Linked DNA regions of Gossypium hirsutum: region 1 is linked to region 2. The links are chromatin contacts, called in public Hi-C maps. All regions are on one chromosome and are shown on one strand. Each heading gives the region's core, a stretch centred on a gene start, on an enhancer-like site or on the middle of the called end of the contact. The rest is flanking DNA. Distances are from core to core; before and after follow the strand shown. Region 1 holds the start of LOC107901993 (equilibrative nucleotide transporter 3). Region 2 holds the start of LOC107901991.

Evidence for each region. Hi-C and Micro-C count contacts between places; a contact is called where the count stands out from the background.
Region 1: a Hi-C map of leaf shows a contact between it and region 2, with 3 times the contacts expected there. The contact joins the promoter of LOC107901993 here to the promoter of LOC107901991 in region 2. A contact is called at or near these places in 5 of 34 Hi-C or Micro-C datasets (callus, hypocotyl and leaf).

What each region holds. Positions count from the first base shown.
Region 1 is chrD06:42,800,448-42,803,797 of Gossypium_hirsutum_v2.1, reverse strand. It overlaps LOC107901993 (equilibrative nucleotide transporter 3), which reads right to left and starts at 1,558. Exons shown (of 10, transcript XM_016828192.2): 1 at 1,455-1,558; 2 at 1,269-1,338; 3 at 1,055-1,159. The coding sequence starts at 1,310.
Region 2 is chrD06:42,629,053-42,632,626 of Gossypium_hirsutum_v2.1, reverse strand. It overlaps LOC107901991, which reads left to right and starts at 2,125. Exons shown (of 3, transcript XM_016828190.2): 1 at 2,125-2,310.

The DNA of each region.
Region 1 (3,350 bases), core at 309-2,808, 170 kb before region 2:
TCGTATAATCTCTTTCATCCACGTTTGTTGCAAGTGAACATATAAATCTTCTTTTATTGTTGTAAATCATCCTATTCTTTTTCACATAATTCACAAAAATGGGTTTATTTTTATCATATTATACGCATAATTGCTCATATATAAATATGTATTGTTATCAAAAATTAAAGCCAGCCAAATATAATAATATTTTATGAGTTTACATCCCACTATTTATTTTATTAATTTTAATTATCCAAAAAATATTTCCAAATTTAAATATAACAATTTTTTATCATCAAATTTTAATATTTATGATTTGGGGTTTTTATTAAAAATATGTTTTACACGTGTTTTTCACAATGTTTGGATTTGGTTTTTGTTTTAATAAAAAATTTAATCATTTATCAATATAATTGTACTTATCATTCTTGTAAAATTTTAAACTAATTCGATATTTTTATCATATTGATCTAAAATATTGTATTTATTAATATTTATTAAATGATTGAATTTTTTATATAAAATAAATAATCAGAAAATTTTAATTAGTTACACTGTACAAAAATATGTAAAACTGTTGGTGTAAATGAATCTCTTTCCATCTAAAAAAAATTATATAAAACCGGACGAAAGAGAAAATAGAAGGGAAATGAAGTTAATGTTGAGTTGACTTTCAAATTTCTTGATAAATAATATTATTTTTAGAAATAAGAATAAAAATACCATTATTTAGAAATTAAGATTTAATAATAAAAACACACACTAAAAGGCTCAGCCGGATTTTGCATTTATAGAAAAAGGTCAATTGAATTTGACCATGACACGACTTTTATGAATTTACACTAATAGTCAATAAATATAACTCTACTATGGGATAAATATTAAAATTTTCATTATCTTATGTTTTAAATTCAATAAAAGAGAAAAGGAATATACCATAATATCTGTGGAAAGATAAAAAGAAGTAAACTTTTAATTCAAAAAAATTAAATTTTATGTTTAAAACCATATATATCATTTGAAAAAAATTAAAGAATAAACATTAAGCACAAAGTAAGAAGAGTTTACTTACAGGAAACAAATTATAATAATAATCTCCAATTGTGAGCATACTATTCCAAGAGATGAGAGATCCAAATCCCAAAATCCAACAAACAATCATGGCACTCAGTTTTCCCTGATTTTATTTTAACAATAAACTAAGTCAATAATACATGTAATTAAATTTAAAAAATAACTCTAAGCTCCATTGATAATTCAAACGAACAAGACGAGAAAGCACAAACCTCAAGCCTTGAAGGTGATTCTCCTTCATAAACATTAGTCATGTTTACTTGCTGGGTATTCTTCAGGATTCTGTCAGAAAACGAAGACCTTAACTTTGCAGTGATAATCAAAACTGGGTGTTCTTCAACCAAGGCAGGTCATAAGCAAGAATGGAAATATATATATATATACACAGAAGAGCTTACAGTAATATTTAGAAGGATGATGTGAAGTGTGAACAGCTGAATAGTATAATAGAGGGTGTGAAAGGCAACAACATGACTTTGTAAGGGAAAAACTATAAATGAAGGAAGAGATACCATTATATAAATAAAGATTCTTCTCTCTCTCAAGAAAAGGAAATCCATGTGTACAAAAACAAAATTGATTATAATTTATGATGGGATCCGTTTTAGATCATTATATTTAATGCATTATTTTTTATTAATTAATTATCATATTAATGTTGTGGCCGAGTTAAGCTTTGCTGGATCCGTATACGAAAGTTATGGAGTTAAAGGTAATTATATATTAATATGAATAATTTAAAGGTATAATTTTAACTTTTAATATCTATATCTTTTTTTATTTTCACTCTTTTTTTTTGTTAAATTTAGCTTTAGGAAAATAATTTAATTATTTTTTATGAAAATATTAATTAAATTATTATTATTTTTAAAAATGTCCACATATATTTTATGCTAATTTTTTTAAAAAAATTATGAACTTTATTTTTATTTTAAAATTTTTTTTTATGATTTTTAAATTATTTGTTGGCATAGCATATTAGACAAATAGTGACACGTTAGTGCTTCATGTGGATTGTCACATCAACATCATTAAAAATTAATATTTTAATTAATATTTCTGTTTTTAAAGAGTAACAATCAAATTTAACTAATAAAAATGAAAATCAAATTGATAAAAATATAAATATTAACTACTAAATTTATCATTATACTTAATTTGAAATAGAATTTTGCTTCATATAAAAGATTCTTTCCTTTTTCATCAAAATTACCAAAAAAATGTTCTTGGTGATTCCAATTAAGCAACTTGAATTATTACATTTACTTATTTAATGATATTTCTAATGATTAATGATAAATATGTAGTTGAAATTTAAAAAAAAATTTTAAAAAGAAAATTTACATTTAATGATTAATGTTCACAATTAAATTAATAAAATATTCAAAAGGCACAACTCAACTATGAAAATATATTATTATTATTATATTAAAATTAGGGTTTAATCAAAGGAGTTAGGACGATGAGAGAAAATATTTAGTAGGAGTATTTTGTAATCCACCGTATAAGAAAGTCAACAAGATAAGCTGGTATTCTTTTAGTGCCAAGTAATGAATGTGAACTCCAATATGTGGAGCTGGGAGAAATAAAAGTAAGGTGGAAAAGGCAGATATAAAAGAACAAAGCAGCTGTCAACGTAAATGGGCAGTAACCGATTTTTTTTTTCTTTTTTTAATTTTGAGTTCAAATGAATAAAAAACAAAAAAAAATTGTGTTTTCATTTTAAAATTCAACTTATTTATTTGAATTCAAAACTATCATAACTATCATTTGCAGAAAGAAAGGCAAGAAATAATTATGGACCTCCTCGGCATGTGTATCGATGGAACAATCAGCGCATTGATATTTATTAATGTAAATGCATTACGATAAGGAGTGGCCCACATAGGCTGCCTACAAGTTTCCAAGCTAAGACAACCCTTAGGCTACCAAAAAAAGGAAAGAAAATTTAAAAAATAGATCGTTTTTAACTTTATTTAATTTTTGAATTAAGAGTAAGGAGGTTCATAATTTAACTAAAATTTAATTAATTGATTGAATCGATTTAATTCGATTAATCAATTAGTGATCAAATTTAATTGACCAAAAATTAATTAATAATTTTTTTAAAATTTTAATTATCGATTAATTTAATTTAATATTGAATAATTAATCGAAATAAAAGTAGTTAGAAAAATCGTTTATTCTTCAAGAGTTGACTGATAAAGTGGCACCTAAATTTTGGGTTTTTGCTAGCTTTTTCTAATATGGAGAGTTATTGGTTGAATTGTTTTATATAAAAAGTTTAATTATGC
Region 2 (3,574 bases), core at 876-3,375:
ATTTAACTAAAACATAGATCAAATTAAAATACTCAAACAGAAGGCTGGGACAAAGGTGAAAATTAAACTAAAAATGTCGGACATAATCCTCTAATCAGTCACAAACTAACTAATTCATCAAGAAAGAAAGTAGTAAAAAACCTGGCTAGCTTAACACCCACGATCGATTTGACATGGAAAATAACAACATCCATCTTCAATATACACACTAAAATAAGAAACCAACTTTATACAAAATTAAAGCACAAGCAATACATCTTAAAACAAATCAATCTATCAAAGAAACATGCTAACCACATATCGAATAATTGGTATGCCTCTGCAAGTTAACAAATACTCATGTAGAGTGATCTACATTTGACCATTATTTGCTATGTTAAAAACTCGTCATTGGCCATAGTCAGAGCCTCTGAAATTCTTGTAAACATATACTAAGAAGATAGTATCAAAACCAATGACAGATTGAGTATCTAGCTTCAGTAGAACCAAGATGAACAATAAGGATTACCAGATAACATATTTTTTATAATTTATAAGCAAATAATAAACATGGAAAGTACTAATTCAGGTTACACAAGAAAAAGAGTGACTCTCAGGCAACTAAATTTTCAATGCTTCAAAGTAGCAATTTAAGAAGAGAAAGATGCTACAATTGATGAAATCGACACATGAAGCGCATCATAAAAGGCCTAACAAAGTTTAACATGCCTGTCCCAAAGCAAATACATTTTGCATTTAGGAAAGACAAAGCTTTATCTGAGTTGTTCCAAGAGAGGTATTAATTACTAGACCTAGCAACAAAGACTATGCATTTTTATATTGTAAACTGCAAATAAGATATATTCAGTGGGATTGGCAACATTCACAGACCAAGTAAGCCAAAAAAACTCAAACAAGACATCCCAATGAGAAAAACGCACTGCCAATCTGTCATTTTGCTAATTACTTAATAGAAAATTTGCATCAGGATTACAGCTGCTAAAAGCCCCGTGCTTGCATCATCATTCTTCACAAAACTACAACGGTGTAAAAGAAGAATGACTTAAGAATCAAATATAAAAAATGGGTATTTTGCAAAAAGTCGTAGAAGGAAATGAGAAAGGCCTCAGATCTCATAGCTTTTGAAAAATCAGTCGCAGCGTTACTTTCTCTTATTTTGTTTTTTTTTTTTTTTTTTGCTAGGGGCAGTTCCTCCAGAGGCTTTTCACCACTTAAACATTTATATGAAGCCTTTTTTTTTTTGACAGAAACTTATAAGCATCATTGATTGATTGATAAACATTAATTTCCATGCTTCCCCTGAACCACCTCAAAGAAATCGAAATAGAATTTCTCCTTCACATGCACTTCGGCTAGAAGCCAACTAACTAATGAATAAAAGATTTCCACAACTCCTTACCTTAACATTATGACAACATGGCTCGATTATATCACTAAGTTCTAAACATTAGTTAACACATGAAATTTAATAGAAACAAGGTCAGGTTAAAACCTAAACAGAGCAGCAATTACATCGCTACTTTTTAGAATGTTAAAACTTAAAAGCAACAAACTACAGTCACCATACAAGAAAACAACCAAAAAGCAAGAAAATCAACAAAAATAGAAAGTAAATTTTAAACAAAGACTACTCACAAGCTTAATGGCAATCTCTTCGTTGGTCTAAATGTTCGTACCTAAAAAGGGAGATTATAAAAAAAATTTAAAAAAAAAAACACCAACTTACACTCAAATAGGCAAAGGGAGAAAAAAAGCATGGGACGAACCCAGATAGATCTCTCCAAAAGAGCCACTGCCGATCTTACGACCAAATCGAAACTTATTACCAACACAAGGTTCCATCAATCAACTTCAAATAAGTAATTTAAAAGAAAAAGGAAATTCACAACCCTAAACTATAATCCGAAACCCCAAATATAATAATATCGAAGATGATTTTGTACATTGGAACCTGAAAAATAAGGTTTCCACTTACCAACCAAACACTCCCTGACAATTTATTACATGCAACTTTTTGAGCGACGTCCATATATAAAAATAAAATAATACACGACTGGGCAGTAAAGAAACACTAGACGAAAGTCCGTGAGGATAGCATTAACTCAGGGACAAAAAGGGGGCTGACTCGTGGCCACGTTGCTGCCTACTATCTGACAGTAACAGCCGGGCCCCAGAGGAGCATGTAGTTGCCTTGCCCGCTGCCCCTACATGTTCAAATCCCCGCACTTTCAACTCCGTTCTGTGGAAAAAGATTGAAGACAAGTTATCGCTGCCGGCCCACACCTCCTTCCTCAATTCATTTTATCACTGGTAAGTATGTTTGATCTTCCTTTTTGATTAGTTTTGGGTATTTGATCTTCTGCCATTTCATCATAATATAAATTCAAGTTTGATCCTTGAGGATAGATGGAGATGAGAATACTTTGTTTTATGTTTCGAGATGGTATTAGATTTGATTGGTAGTGGCGTTTTTGGGGTGGAAAAAGAAAGATGATATATATCGTGGATTGATGTTGTTTTTGTCTTTTTATTCTTTTCTCGCCGTGATTTAACAGTCACGAATCTCTTGCTATTTGCCTGGAAAAAAAGTAAAGGTTTTGGCGATTAGATTTAGTGTCTGATTTCACGGCTTTCTAGCTGAGACCCCTTTCTTACCGGGTCCGGCCATACCTCGGCCGACTGGGTTTCACCTTCTATGTATGATTCTCGGGAATCTGTGTCATCATCGTCGGTAGAAAAGGTTGGCCTAAAAGAGAAAAAAAAAAGTTCAACAAACAATTTTTCTTTCAACTCATTTATTTAAAAAAAAATTTAGATGATTACTTATCTTAATCCATAAAATTATACATCCTTAATGCACATGTTAACTCGTTAGAAATAGTTTATTGGACAATATTTAGTACACTTTTAGTGTAGTTTTTAGACTTTATAAATAATATTTGAGAGTTGATAAATGTTATATAAAAATATAGTAAAATATTTAAAAATTAGTTATTTAGAAAAAAATGCATGTAAATTTTTTTGTGAAATAAAGAAAAAGTATATTGCCAATATATCAAATACTTACTCAAAATTTATATATAATAAAGACTGTTGAGTATTTGGTATGCTAACAATCTACTTTTTTTAACTTTACAAATAATATTATAAATTTGTCACATGTCTCATTTTTTTATATAATTTTTTAATTTTTACTATACTTTATATAGACCCAATTTTATTTGCGAAATTTTTAAATTTTACTAGTAGTATATCGAATATTTTTAATTTTTAATTTTATATATTATCTATGTATGAAATTATGATACAACTATTTAAAATGAACATAAGTAGATTTATTTGTAAAAACTTTAAATGATATGTTAACTTTTAGTTTATTGATAATGCATAAAATTATTGGGTAAATTATTAACATTTTAGCAAAGGGTTTATATTTGATTGATTTATAATATATAATTTTATATATTACCTTGATCATACATGCAAGGTTTTATTTTATTTTATATATTAAAAGAAACCAATTATTTGTCTAAATCTTGAGCAACAAATATGGCAAGTGGATGGTTTTTTAATC